Regions from separate parts of the Sus scrofa genome. Here all the other regions are linked to region 1. A link is a contact called in public promoter capture Hi-C data. All regions are on one chromosome and are shown on one strand. Each heading gives the region's core, a stretch centred on a gene start, on an enhancer-like site or on the middle of the called end of the contact. The rest is flanking DNA. Distances are from core to core; before and after follow the strand shown.

Region 1 (3,580 bases), core at 789-3,288:
CTCTCATTTCTATGGGAATGGTCTCTTGGGAGGGTAGAGGAGGTTTATTTCAGAGGCTGTGCTGTCCTATGTCTCCAGAACCAGGTTTAAACTCCAGTCTGGCACCTGAGGTGACTTTTTTTTTTTTTTTTTTTTTTTTTTTTGCTTTTTAGGATCACACCTGTGGCATATGGAAGTTCCCAGGCTAGGGGTCCAATCCAAGCTGCAGCTGCCAGCCTATGCCACAGCTACAGCACCGCAGGATCCCAGCCGCGGCTGCGCTATATCACAGCCCACTAGAATGCTGGATCCTTAACCCACCGAGTGAGGCCAGTGACTGAACTCGCATCCTCATGGATACCAGCCTGGTTCATTACCTCTGAGCCACAATGGGAACTCCTTGAGGCTCCTCTTGACTTTCTCCACTAGTCTCATCCCCACACCAAATCCTCCACTACCCAAAATGACTTTTAGGTGCTGCTGATATTTAGTTGATAGTAATGAATCAGAAGGAACCTAGAAATCGCTAACATTTATGGAACACTTACTATGTGCTACGTTGGTCTAAGAACATCAAACACATCGCAGTTGATTCTAACTCCTAGTGGAGTCAGGATTGGAACCCAGACCTGCTCTGCTGGCTTTGCTATTTATGAAATTTACTTAGCCTGTTGGAAACTTAATGTCCTTGTGTCTAAGATGGGTGTAAACCATTCTATTGCCCACAGCATTTTTGAATATCTTTACTCATCCCTACTTTGTATCAATTCATTATACTGCTAATATACTACCATTGCTATAATAATTTGGTTCCAGGGCTCCTTTGCTGCTTCCTCTTGTTTGCCTTTTCCTACCCTAAGTCTTTTGCCAGATTAACATCTCACCTTTTAGGGCAAATGTTGTCTCTTGGAATCCTTCCTCACTGCTCTGATGAGGTCAGGTTTCCTCGTGCTGTACTCTTGGAGCACTGCAGACTGGAGAGACAACCCAGGAGTATGGGTGGTTAAAATAATGAAATGCCTCAGGCTGGTTCATAAATAGCTCCTGCCCCAGCTCTCCACCCCATTCTTCCCTGAACAATTTACCTACCCCCTCCCAGCCCCATCCCCTTCAGCAACAAATTGGGTGAGACCTGGCCCAGAAGGGGCCTCCAGGAACCTACTCCCTGAAATGCAGGTGTCATCACTCCAGCCATCTACTCCTGCCTAACACTAAGTCTGGTTTGTAATTAAACAGCGATTTGTGTAATTAGTTATGTGTTCTGCCTTCCCTGCCAGACTGGAGACTCAGAGGCTATGTCTGGCTCTTGCTCTTCACCAAATCCCTAGGGCTTGATTGATCAGGGAAAATAAATATTTGTTACACATGAATAAGTGATATTTCTACCAGAAAACCAGCTCGAAACCTGGATCAGCCTTTGTGATAATGGGGAGTTGACCTCTCCGACACTCAGTTTCCTCTTCTGTAAAATGGGTGTAATTCAACCAGCAAGTTCTCTACTAAGAACCCATGTATCAGGCTCAGGGACACAGTGAGGACAGGACCGAGTAGATCCTCGCTTCCGTGAAAGTCATGGAAAGGCAGACAATAAAGGCATAAACAAACAAGATGACCATGTGGAAAAAAGAAGGACGAGGTTCAGGTTCATTTTACATAGAATAGTCACAGAATGTGTCTCTGAGGTGACTTTTAAGTCTTTCCTCAAGGCGTCTATCAATTTACTTTTTTACCCAATAACCCGGTTTTCTAGAAATTCATTGTAAAAATTTTTTTTTGGCTACTGGGGTGGAGAATTTGTAACTGGATCCCGCCTTCTAGGCGGAGTCACACTGGTCCGAGGTGGGAATCTCATTGGTTGCGGTAGACCGCGCGGCTGCATTACCCAGCAGCCGGCGCCCCGCCCCTTGGGCACCTAAGCCGTCGATCAAGGATCAGGTTCCTCCCCCGACCGCGGCTTAGTCCCTTTCTATAAAAGGAGCAGCGGGCGATGACGAGCCTTTACGTCGGCGCGTAACGGGGGGGGTGCGTGTGAGGTCATCGCGCGGGTGAGCGGGCGGGGTCGGGCGGTTTGAACTAGACGAAGACGGAACCGGAGCCGGGTACGGACAGCGGACGTGGTCCCGCGGAGAGCCGGTGAGCCGGCTGGCGGGCACGGGGCGGCGGCCGGGGGGCGGTCGGGTGGGCCTGGGGCCAGGCAGGCGCAGGCCGGCCGTGCCGACAGCGACCGGGCCGCTCCCTCACGGGTGTGCGGTTCGGGCGGGGTGGGGGAAGGGCGGGGCCGTGACCCGGCGCGCGCGAGCTGGGCTGAGGGGCGCGCGCTCTCCGCACTGCCGCGGGGGGGCGGGGCCTCGGGCCGGAAGTGGGGGCTGCCTGTTGGCGGCGTGGGGGCTTATGGGCCGCGGCCGAGGCCGAGCGGTGGAACCTGGACTGCGGAGGCAAGAGGTTCCGGGGTGGCCGGAGCGGGAAGAGCGCGTGTATGTGGTTGATGTGGGTCCTGCTGGCATCTCTGAGGACCTTCATTGTAGGAAACGGTGCTATTTGAGGGTTAAGAGTTCAGGTTTTGGGTTCAAACCTGTGTTGAATTCCCTGCTGTGCTACCTTGAGCAGGTGCTGTAACCTTCCGGGCCTCAGGTTTCCTCATCTGTAAAACGGGGAGGAGAGAGAGAGTCCTATATCAGAAAGCTCTTGTGGCGGTGCCTTCGGAAGCCAGCTCATTGGACTTCTTGCTTTCTTCGTGTGTATTTGTTGGACGTCCACTAGGTGCTAGGCACTGTGATAAGCGCTGGCTATTCACCCAGGAGCAGGCGAGCAAAGGCTTGCTTTCCAGGCTTCCACATTATGGTGGGAAGATAGTAAATAAGAAAATTAATACACGGAAAAGATAATTTCATATGATTACTGGGAAGAGTGTGACAGGGTGATATGAGTGTAACAGCTTTTCCAGCCCCTTTCGTAGCTGACCTGGAGTGCTTCAGGACAGAGCTTGGCCTCTTCCCCATTTTGGGAATGGGGGAATGAGAATCCTTTTTTTTTTTTGCCTCACTGGAGGCCTGTGGAATTTCCCGGGACTGGGATTGATTCCACGCCGTGGTTTCGACCTGCACCTCAGCTGGGGCAACCCCAATCCTTAACTCTGCAAGGGGACTTCCAGGAATGAGAATTTTTTTTTTTTGTCTTTTTGCCTTTTCTAGGGCGGTACCCACGGCATATGGAGGTTCCCAGGCTAGGGGTCTAATCGGAGCTACAGCTGCCAGCCTACACCACGGTCATAGCAACTTGGGATCCAAGCTATGTCTGCGACCTACACCACAGCTCACTGCAACGCGGGATCCTTAACCCACTGAGCAAGGCCAGGGATTGAACCTGCAATCTCATGGTTCCTAGTCGGATTGTTAACCACTGAGCCACGGGAACTCCAAGAGAATCTTGAAGACCCATTGAAGGAAGGTACACTAAGGGCTTGCAGTCTGCCTCTCTGATGAGGTATCTCTAAGAGTAGTATAATCTTAGCTATGCGCTAATTGGTCACTTGGTATGTGCCAGGTGTGTTTAAGTTCTTGATGTGGCATTATGTCATTTAATATTACACTGTCTCTAAGAG
Region 2 (3,580 bases), core at 298-2,797, 680 kb before region 1:
CACACTGTCTGCAGTGTTTGCTCCCCAATGGGATTGAGCTCTAGGAGCCCACGGTTGGAGCTTGATGATACTCTCTTAACTGGCTTCCTTCTCTTGCCCTGTCTCAATCATTTACGTCCTTACTAGTGATTTTTGTATCTTCCAAATAATCAACATTCACTTGAATCCATGTCTAAGGTCTGCTTCTTGGGAATTCAAATTAAGACCAGTAGATGGTGTCAAGGGTCAATCAAGATATGGGGAAGTGACCACTGTGGCTCAGTGGAAACAATCTGACTAGTATCCATGAGGACGCAGGTTCCATCCCTGGCCTTGCTCAGTGGGATAAAGATCCGGCGTTGCCATAAACTGTGGTGTAGATCCCAGACAGCGACTCAGATTCTGAGTTGCTGTGGCTGTGGCGTAGGCTGGCAGCTGCAGCTCTGATTGGACACCTAGCCTGGGAACCACCATATGTGGTGGGTGCAGCCCTAAAAAGCAGGGGAAAAAAAAAAAAAGATATGGGGAAGTGGTGGGAGAGGAATCCAGGCAGCAGCCATTACGTAAGCATTCTTGGTCAAGCAATTCTTTATGAAATTCTCACATGGGTTCATAAGGAGACACGTATGAGGCGGTCCATTGCAGCTGTGTTTATGGTACTGTGAAGTAGTGTGCCGTCTGGGCATCCATGACTAGGGGAATGGATACATAGACTATGGAGGATGTAGACAACTACCTTTGGCAGCATAGCTAGATAGTAACAGTATCGAGTGATAGAGTGGGGAAAAAAGGCAAAACTGAATACCTACCACCCAAGTAAATCAAGCACACAATCAAAACATTATCTGCTTTTTAAAAGTGCAGGCATGTATTTAGGTACACACACCAAACACATAAGAACAGGGTTATTATCTTTCTCATTCAAGTTTCTGTTCTCCCTTCCCACCCCTCCTCAGATATTTGGTTATGTCTGGATACATTTTTAGCTGTCACGAATGGGGAAGAGGGTTTGCTACTAACATCTAGTGGATGAAATTCAGGAATTCTTTTCAATATCCTACTATGCACAGGACAGCCCCCAAGACAAAGAATTTCAGGACCTAAAGGTCACCAGTGCCATGGTTGAGAAGCCCTGTGTAGCCCAGAGCCCAGCACAGTATTGCTGAATGAATGAATGAGAGATGAAGGTGGCCTGAACTGGCTAGGAGCAGTGGGACTACAGAGACGCAGTAGGATTCTGGAGGTGTGTTCAGCAGAATTTTGGGTGAGAATCCTTCTCTTTCCAGGTGGAGATATGCTGTGCCCTTGCCTGGCGCTGGGCACATCTCTTTCATGTGCGGCCTCCACTTGCCGTCACTCAGTTTTGGAACTCCTCTGAGCTACCCGGAAACCGACAAGGAGTGAGCTAGGCTGGTTCCTGCGGGCAGGGCACTTTGCATGGATTTGAATAGCGAGGGGCCTGCAGAGCGGAAACCGCAGACCACAGAAGGGATGGGAAGGCTTAGGACCCGGCCTGGGGGAGGGGCCTGGGCTAGAAGGAGGGGTTTGGAATGGTGGGGAAACAGGTCGAAATGCTTGGAGGAGGGGGAGTGGATTTAGAATCCTGTACGAATGACGACAGTGGGGTGAAGATCCTCCGGAATCGGTTTAGAATCCTTTAATAGGTGGGATCAGAAATCCTGGAGGTCAGGAATGGAATCTTTGAATGGGTCGATGAGAATCTGGAAGGGGGGGGTCGGGCGTTTAAAGGGTATTAAAATCCTGTGAGGGAGTTCCTGATGTAGCCCAGCGGGTTAAGAACCGATTAGTATCATGACGATAGGGGTTCGATCTCTGGCCTCGCTCTGTGGATTAAGGATCCAGCATTACGGTCAGCTGTGGTATAGGTCGCAGACGAGGCTCGGATCCCGAGTTGCTTTGGCTGTGGCGTAGGTCGACAGCTGTAGCTCCGATTTGACCCCTAGCCTGGGAACTTCCATGTGCCGCGGGGTGCGGCCCTAAAAAGAAAAAAAAAAAAAAAAAATCCTGTGGGAACAGGTTAGGATCACCTAAGAGAGAGATTAGAATCTTTAGGATTAGGGTCATAAATCTTGAGGCCTGGGTTAGAATCTTTTTTAGAAGCCTTTGGTTGGCCGGGATTAAAATCCTGGGGGCAGAACTAGAAACCTCCCGTAGGCGAGGTTAAAATTCCTTCCGCTGTGAGAATCAAAATCCTTCAGGGCAGAATTAAGACCTTGGGAGGAGATGGGGTGTTGGGGTTCTGGGGAGGGCGGGGTTTAGAATCCTTTGGGACGGGGTTAGGGCTTTGGGAGATGGAATTCGAATACATTAGAGAAGGCATTAGGTTATCTGGGGGTTATGACCTTTGAGAGACCGGTTAAAATTCTTGGAGGCGGGGTTATCCTTCTGGAAGGAGGTTAGGATTCTTGGGGACAGGGTTAGAAGTTTTGGATGGGCGGGGTTTAAAAATAATTTCCTACTTGGTGGGATTAGGATTTTGGGGAGGTGGGGACGGAGATTAGAATAACCCGGGTCGGGTTAGAATCTTCGGGGGCGGGTTTAGGATACTCGGGGGCGGGGTTAGCACCACTCCGGGCGCGGCTAAAGCGCCCAGATGGTCTGTGGGCGCCAAGGCGTCCCAGGTCCTAGCCCGGGCGCAACTCTGGGCGATTGGGAGGGACGCAGACAGCTCAGCCAAGAGGGGCCCCCAAAAAACAACGCACCGAAACACCTCGGAGCGCAGCCCCAGCCTCTTCTCCAAAGTCACTCTCTCTTCCCTGCGGCACCGGCGCCCGGGCACCCCGGGATCTGCCGAGCTGGGGGGTCGCTCCAGTTGCGAGGACCCGGGCTGCCCACCGGAGGAGGAACGGGCGCCCAGGTGAGTTTCTCGGACCCAGGATCGGGCGACATCAGCTCGTCACCTTGGCCTGACGGTCTTCGGGCTGCGGAGGGAGCCCAGGGTGGAGAGCGGGGAAGGTTGGGCTGCAGCTGGAAGGGACCGTCGGGGAAGCGGATGACAGGTGGCCGGATGGGGGGACCGAACCCTCCGGGAGGATGCCCAGATAAATAGCAGAACTGCCTGGCTGAGAACCTGGGAAGGCTCGAGAGTGACTTTAAGCCTGAGCCGCCACTTCTCTGGGCGGTCCAGCTTCCCTTTCTGCAAAAGGAAAAAAAAAAAAAAAAAAAAAAAAAAGTCTTCACAGAGCCCGGGGAGGGGAAGACCCTTACGATTCCTGGTTGGGGTGGATGATGGTCACAGTCACGGCGGGTTGGCAGCCATAGTGGGGAAGGGGACAGCTGGCCGTAGGCGTGACGTGTGAGCCACACCCAGGCAAGGCTGCAGCTGGGTCTGCTCGCTGAGCTTGCTCCTCCTCCCACGCTGGGCCCTGATCCCCAGCAGTCTAGGTTAAACCCCAAAATCCCCTGGACAGACCACAGGATGCCTGGCCCCTCCCTTTCCTCCTTGTGAGACCTTGGACAAGTCACCCTCCCTTTCTAAATTCCCTTTCCTCATCTGTCAAGGAGCACTATCAATTCTTCCTTCCAAGGCTGCAGTAAGCTAGAGTGTGTTAGAGATCACTATTGTGGCAGTTTAGTGTAA
Region 3 (3,580 bases), core at 542-3,041, 630 kb before region 1:
CTGTGACACTTCAGACAAATCCCTCCCCTAGTCTTTCAAGCTTCCTCCCCTTGAGGATTTATCTGTTCTGCTACTCTTCAGGGTGGTTGTGTGGGTCACAGGAGTTATTACATATGTGTTTCAATTATTTATTGCTGCATGAGAAACTACTCCAAAATCTAAAACAACTAGGCTCAGCTGGGCAGGTTTTTTGCTCCATGTGGCATCAGATAAGATTATGCATATGGCTGCATTCGGCTGGCAGTTCAGCTAGGGTTAGAATGTCTGTGATGATTTCATTTACATTCTAGTGCTCAGCTGGAATCTAGAGTATCTTGAGGAGTTAGCTGGGCCTCCCTCCTCCATGTGGCTCTCCAGCTGGGTAGCCAGACATCTTTAGACCCAAGATAATAGAAGCAAAAGCTGCCAAGTCTCTTCAGGCTTAGACTCAGAATTGGCAGGGTCATTTATACAACATTCTATGGGTTAAAGCAAGTGATAAGACCAGCCAGATTCAAAAGGAGGAGAAATAGCTTACTCCTTGATGGGAGAAACAGCATCCTCATGCAAAGATGAGAGGGCTTATTGGCAGCCGTCTTTGCCCACAATCCACCACAGTCATGCTCATAGGTGGGGAATCAAAGTTCAATTGACCCCCTACCAAAAGGTAGGATTAGACTAGAGTCTTACGAATAGTTTTTGCATAATGCCAAACACTGTAGCACACAGCAAATGTTCAGTAAGTGATTATTATTAACCATTATTATTTTAACAACTTCCCCTAACAGTTACAGATAGCACAGGTACTATATCCACTTCACAGTGATACATGGACCAATGATAACACCACAACTCTTTGGGTTCCCTTTTCCAGATACTGGAAACTGAGGCTTAGGAAGGTTGAGTGACCTGCCTTGAGTCATACGCTTAGGTAGCTAGCACATGGTGAAATCCACATTCAAAAATGTCTTCCCCTGGAATTCCTGCTGTGGCACAACTGAATCATCAGAGTCTGCAGTGTCAGGAGGCAGGTTTGATCCCTGGCCTGGCACAGTGGGTTAAAGAATCTGGCAGCTCAGAGCTGACCCCTAGCAGAGGAACTTCATATGCTGCAGAGCAGCCAAAAAAAAAAAGAAAAAAAAAAGTATGTGTGTGTGTGTGTGTGTGTGTGTGTGTGTATTATATATAGTCTTCCTTCACTAACTATGCTGTTTTTCCTTCATTCATTGGCATCCACCATATGCTCAAAGGAGTATACATAAGAGTATAATGAGGAGTTCCCTGGTGTCTCAGCAGGTTAAGGATTCGGCTTTATCATTGTGGCTCAGATTGCTGCTATCAAGTGTGTTTGATCCCTAGCCCCAGGAACTTCCATAGGCAGTGGGTGCGGCCAAAAAAAAAAACAAACAAAAACAAACAAACAAAAAAAACGGTATAATGACAATTAGTTATTGAATAATACTACATAACATTATGTCACTGGATCCTTACCGTAAGTCTATAATGAAGGTATTATAATAATCCCCTCTCCATTTCACAGATACGAATGAGGCAGTGAGGTTAAAGACAGCATCTTACCCACAGAGGGATTATAATCTATTGGAGAGGATATAGAATATTCAAGCAAATAATTAAAAACATAATTACAAATTATTCGGTTAATAGAGCCCTGGTACCGACCCAGTGGGGAACCTCAGGTAACCCTGGCAAAGGGTCTCCCTGCCAATAGTAAAGATGGAGCCCACAGAACAAGCGCGTTTACGCACACCGCCATTACCCACAATGCAGTGGCAGGAGGGGGAGGAGCAGGTTCTGCCAGAAGTTAATATGGTCCCCATAGTTACACCATCCTCTCTTTTCACCTAATCAGCGACCTGATTGCCCAGACCAGGCTACCGATCAGGAACTAAGCCTCCTTCGTGCCTCCACTCACCGTGACCACAGGAGCGACTGAAGCCAGGCAGCACCTCAAGGAGTTCAACTCCGTAACCAAGGAAACACCACTTCCGCTGACGTCATTACGGCGACACGTGGATCCAAGATGGCGGCGGGGATGGTGAGTGAAGGAGACTCTGGGAGCCGGAGAAGGAGCGGGGCCCTCCGGGGATCCCAGGACCCTCTGGTGTCCTATTCCTGGTCTGATCCATCTCCACGACCCCTAGCTCAGGCCTGAGAGACATTCCTGATTGGACTCGTTTATCCATAAACTCCGCCCCTTGCCCCGGCCTTTGCCCTGCACTCAGGCCTGTCAAGGCCCGAAGTTTTGGGGGAGGCACAGGGTCGGAGGAAAGGTCTTGGCTGCACCCTCCGCCAGTTCTTATTCTGACTTTGGTCCCTTCCATTATGACCTCCACTTTCCAATTTTCACATCCCAGCCCTGTCCCTTCTGAAGAGCCCCCCATTATTTCCACCTTCGCTCCTTCTCACGTCCAAACCCCGCTCTCTCCGCCACTCCGCCTCTCCACTATCCTGACTAGTACGCGGATGCGACCTCACTTCTGTCCAGCCTCCCAGCCCAAGCCATGTCCTCACTACTACCCTCGACTGTTCCCACCGCGCACCTGTAACGCCTGCCAGTGCCCCGAAGCATGCTTTTACCCGCCCCCCATGCATTCTCCATCCCCACATCCATCCCTAATCATTTATCCTGCCTTTTCTCAACTCCCTGCCTCTCTCCTGGGGAGCTTTTATCCCACTGGTTCTCAACTTTACTGTGCGTAAGACTGGGCGGCGGGGGGGGGAGGGGTGATGGGGGAGACTTGTTAAAAATGCAGTTTCCAAAGATTCTAATTCGTAAGGCTAGGTGATGCCCAGGAATCTGCACTTTTATAAGACTCCAGTGATTATGATGGTCTGTAATTTTGTTTTGAAAAGCACTATACCAGCCCCGCGTGGCTCCATCACCTACCTATGCTCCTACAGGGCCACACAGCTCATTAGGATGAAGCCTGTGTGAGGATAAGGGTGTATGGACAAGCTGTACAAGGAAAGTGGGTCAGGACTTGCTGGCTCCTGGTGCAGAACGCTGGAAGTAGATCTATGAAGGACTAGCCCAGTCTCCTTACAGAAACTCGGCTGATGTTCTGTTTGTCAAGAAACCAGAACTAGGGAGTTCCCATTATGGCACAGTGGAAACGAATCTGACTAGTATCCATCAGGATGCGGGTTCGATCCCTGGCCTTGCTCAGTGGGTCAGGGATCCGGTCGCAGACTTGGCTCAGCTCCTGAGTTGCTGTGGTGTAGGCCGGTAGCTGCAGCTCCGATTTGACCCCTAGCCTGGGAACTTCCATATGCCGCAAGTGTGGCCCTAAAAAAGCAAAAAAAAAAAAAAAAAAAAAAAGAAGGAAAGAAACCAGAACCAAAACTGAAGTCACTTAGTCCAAACTAGTTTTCTAGGTGTGCCTGTATGTTGCTTCCTCAGCAGGTAATTTCATCCTGTGAGTGCTTGCAAAGGACATTTGACTTTAGCAAAGGAAAATTCTTTTTTAATTCTTTGGTTTGATTTTCTCCAAACAGGTGTAGGTTATCAGCTGATAACAAGTTCCCCTCCAGCTAACCAACTGATAAATTATCTTTTTTTTATTTAATGAGGGATTCATTA
Region 4 (3,580 bases), core at 332-2,831, 530 kb before region 1:
GGATTTACTCTCGGGCTGCTAGTTCTTCTGTCAGTGTAGATGGGCCCTCTTTGGAGTCTCTTTGATTCACTGTTTCCTCTGATTCCCGCTGCCTCCCACTCCTGAGAAGGCCTTGAGCAAATGGCTGCAACTCACTACAGCCCCATTTTCAGGAATGGGGAAACCTGATTAGACTTCCCACCCCAACCTGGAGGCCTCACCTTGGGGGGTAGGGTTAGAAACCCCAGGCCAGACTATTTCAGAGTCCCAGGCAGACAGGTGGGAATACACACAAGCCAGCAAACAGGTACACTTGTAGGTGAAAACATCAACAACTCCCCACACCTGAGGTCCCCTTATCTTGCAGCTTACAGGTCCCTTTCCCCCACCCAGCTGGGGCCACAGCCTGGGACAGAATTTGCAGGGAACCCCCTGGCTCCTGGGCAGTTTCTAGACCACCATACTGCGGGCAGGCATGTTAAACGCCTTAGCTGGGAGGGCTGGGGGTGGACGGCTGCCAGGCCAGGGACAGAAATTCGGGTTTCAGGGATGAGAGGTAGGGAGGAGCAAGTTATCTGGGTCCCTAAGAGGAACCCACCGACCCGCAAAGAAAGAGACGGTGTGGAGGGAGCAGGGCGGATTACCAAGGGCTGGTAGGTTAAAGGGGCTAAAAGCGAATTCCCTGAATTTCAAGACTCAAAATGGTACTGGGTGTAAGCTGTCTAGGGCTTGGGGGTTACGACCCTCGAGAAGGGGTTTCTGCATAGGGCTCATGTGGGTTTCCCAGAACCAAATATTTGGGAAAAGGCTCAAAAAGGGCTATGTGGTTGCGGGGAATAGAACAGAAGGGAAAGAGCGCACTATTTGGAGCAGGAAAGGGGGTTATGTGGGTCCGGGTAGGCGTGTCTAAAGGGAGGGAGCAGGTGCAGCTTATCTGCGTCCCCCAGACCCGAGTTCCTAGTAAGGTCAGCAGCGCGTTATCTGGGTCTCCAGGGAGCCTGGGGGTCGGGAGTGGGTGACCCCCCCAGGGCTACATCTCCAGGTCTCGGAAAGGAGGGGGGCAGAGGGTTTCTTCGGGTACCCCAGACCCGGATATCGGGTCCAGGGAGAGTTTTTGTCTCCCTGGGGCCTATCTGGGTCCGCGCTGGAGCAAAGGGGACCTCCGGTCGGGGGTGTGGGCGACCGCGCTGAGGGGCCCGCGATGAGGGGCGCCGCCGCTCTGGGAGCGGGGAGCGCGGGCGCAACAAGACGGCCTCCCGCCCCGCTCCCCGCCGTCCCCCGGGGCCCTCGTCGGCACTCACCGCGCTCGGGGCCCCGCGCTGCGGGCCGGGCCGCGCTCGGGCTCCGCCAGGCCCGCTCAGGCCCCGGTAGTGGCGGCGGTCGGGCCATTGTGCGGTGCATTGTGGGAGCCGCGCGAGCGGGAGCTCGGGCAGGGGAGGGGGCGGTGCCGCGGGCTCTCTATGGTCCCGCCCGCCCGCCGGCTAGAGCGGCCGGGGCGGTGCGCGGGCGGCGCGCGCAGACCGCCGGGAGCGGGGCGGACGCTCGCGCCCCTCCTTCACTCCCCGCCTCCGCGCCGTTGCGTGCTCGGGCTCCGGAGCAGATATGGGCGCCGCCGCGTGGGCATCGTCGCCCCTGCCGCCACTTGTGTCTCTCCTGCTGCTACTTCTGCCGCTCCCGGGGCTGCCTGCGGTCTCCTGGGACCCGGCCGGTTATCTGCTCTACTGCCCATGCATGGGTAAGGCCTCCTGAGCCCTCTGCTCAGATGGGGAAACTGAGGCCCAGAGAGGAGAAGCCGCTCCTCTGAGGCACCCAAGAGACGCCTTGGCATGTCCGAGAAAAGACCCCAGCGAGGGGCAGGGCCTGCTTCTTGCCTCTCTGCCCTAGTTGCCAGGGCACTGAGGGCCCTCTTTGTCCAAGCTTCCATTTGGCAGATGAGAATACTGAGGCCAGGAGAGTTTAAGTGTCTTGGCTCGAGGTCTAAGCCAGCCCAGTCCACTAAATGTAGTGGGGCAGGACTTGTTGTCACTGATGCAACGCTCCTCTGGGCGATTCTTTCATTCATTCAACAAATATTCACAGGGCGCCTCCTCTGTGCCCAGCCCTATTCTCTGCTCTGGGAATACGGTGGTGATAAGGCAAAGCTCCATGCCCTTGAAAAGCCTTCGTTTTAGTTGAGAAAGACAGACCATAAAAGGAAAACATAAAAAATAAGTAACTACACAGTATCTTAGGAGAGGATGAGCGCTATGGGAAAATAAAATAGAGCAGGGTAAGGAAGAATCTAAAGGCTGATTGAGGGCTGCAGTTTAAGTGGGATGGTGGATTTTTATTGTTAAAATCATTCCTTCCTAACATCCTCCAGACTCCTGACCATGAAGATTTGGCCCTCTGCCCGTTATCTCCACCACACTCTTCCCAGATTCTCCAGCTGTAGGCACAGTTATCCCTTCTGTTCCTTACACATGCTTGGATCCTGCAGCTTCTGCTATTGCCTATGCTAGTCCCTCTGCCTGGAACACCCTCTTCTTGCCTTCTGCCAGACCAGCTCCTCCCCATCCTCAGCCAGAGCTTAAATGTCACCAGAAAGCACTTCACTGACCTCAACCCAAATAACCTTCTCCAAATTGTTCTCTATCACCAAACGTTTTAAATTTTATTTTGGATGTATCTTTTTTTTTAATTTATTTTTTGAATGTATCAAAATTTATCACTGTATGTTTTTGTTTTTTGTCTTTTCTAGGGCCGCACCTGTGACATATGGAGGTTCCCAGGTTAGGGGTCCAATTGGAGCTGTAGCTGCTGGCCTACGTCATGGCCACAGCAACACCAGATCCAAGCCACAGCTGTGACCTACACCACAGCACGTGGCAATGCCGGATCCTTAACCCACTGATTTGAGGCCAGGGACTCAACCTCATGGTTCCTAGCCAGATTCGTTAACCACTGAGCCACAACGGGAACTCCTTATCACTATATGTTTAATGTCCCCCTGGCTGGACTGTGAAGGCCTTGAAGGGAGAGACCTTGTCCGTGCTCACGCCTGTATCTCAGCAACACCTAGCAGAGCACCTGACTTGGATTGGAGCTGGTCAACATTTGTGGAATGAATGAATGGATGTCATACTGGGTATAATGCAAAGAATCAGACAGGGTCCTTACCCCTGAGGCATTCAGAGGCTGAGGAAACAGCAGAAGGCCAGGAAGTGTGAAAAGACATTCTAGGAAGAGTGGAAAGCCATAAGTAACTCAGATCAAAGGTGGGAGGCAGAGGAGGGAGACTGAATTCGGCAGAGGGGTAGTGAAAGGCATCCCAGTGAGTGAGGCATTGGAGTGTAAGTGAGAGGCAAGAGCGGTGGAAGGGCACTCCTGGCTGATGGAACAGCAAGAGCAAAGGCATGGCGTGGGGATGGGACGTGTAGAGGACATTTGGGAAACAGCAGGGGATCTGCAGTGTCTGAGGCAGGGCCTGAAGGGCCTTGACTGTTGGACCTAGGAGTCCAGGCTTGATGCCATACTGCCAGCTCCCCTGGCTGTCCTTGATGTCTTGGCCCTCCCCATCCCTGGCTCCGCATCCTTTCTGAGCCTTGCATGCCCTGAGCCC

Evidence for each region. Promoter capture Hi-C pulls out the DNA fragments that hold promoters and counts their contacts.
Region 2: a promoter capture Hi-C map of fetal liver shows a contact between it and region 1, with 4 times the contacts expected there. The contact joins the promoter of HCK here to the promoter of MAPRE1 in region 1. A contact is called at or near these places in 1 of 5 promoter capture datasets (fetal liver) and 1 of 2 datasets of contacts at active chromatin or transcription factors (alveolar macrophages).
Region 3: a promoter capture Hi-C map of fetal liver shows a contact between it and region 1, with 3 times the contacts expected there. The contact joins the promoter of TM9SF4 here to the promoter of MAPRE1 in region 1. A contact is called at or near these places in 1 of 5 promoter capture datasets (fetal liver), 1 of 47 Hi-C or Micro-C datasets (heart right ventricle) and 1 of 2 datasets of contacts at active chromatin or transcription factors (alveolar macrophages).
Region 4: a promoter capture Hi-C map of fetal liver shows a contact between it and region 1, with 4 times the contacts expected there. The contact joins the promoter of POFUT1 here to the promoter of MAPRE1 in region 1. A contact is called at or near these places in 1 of 5 promoter capture datasets (fetal liver) and 1 of 2 datasets of contacts at active chromatin or transcription factors (alveolar macrophages).

Annotation. Positions count from the first base shown.
Region 1 is chr17:36,388,731-36,392,310 of Sscrofa11.1, forward strand. It overlaps MAPRE1 (microtubule associated protein RP/EB family member 1), which reads left to right and starts at 2,039. Exons shown (of 7, transcript NM_001044613.1): 1 at 2,039-2,112.
Region 2 is chr17:35,707,002-35,710,581 of Sscrofa11.1, forward strand. It overlaps HCK (tyrosine-protein kinase HCK), which reads left to right and starts at 1,548. Exons shown (of 13, transcript XM_021078145.1): 1 at 1,548-1,643.
Region 3 is chr17:35,763,312-35,766,891 of Sscrofa11.1, forward strand. It overlaps TM9SF4 (transmembrane 9 superfamily member 4), which reads left to right and starts at 1,792. Exons shown (of 18, transcript XM_005672825.3): 1 at 1,792-2,035. The coding sequence starts at 2,021.
Region 4 is chr17:35,855,087-35,858,666 of Sscrofa11.1, forward strand. It overlaps POFUT1 (protein O-fucosyltransferase 1), which reads left to right and starts at 1,582. Exons shown (of 7, transcript NM_001129952.1): 1 at 1,582-1,714. The coding sequence starts at 1,582. It overlaps PLAGL2 (zinc finger protein PLAGL2), which reads right to left and starts at 1,478. Exons shown (of 3, transcript XM_003359941.5): 1 at 1,281-1,478.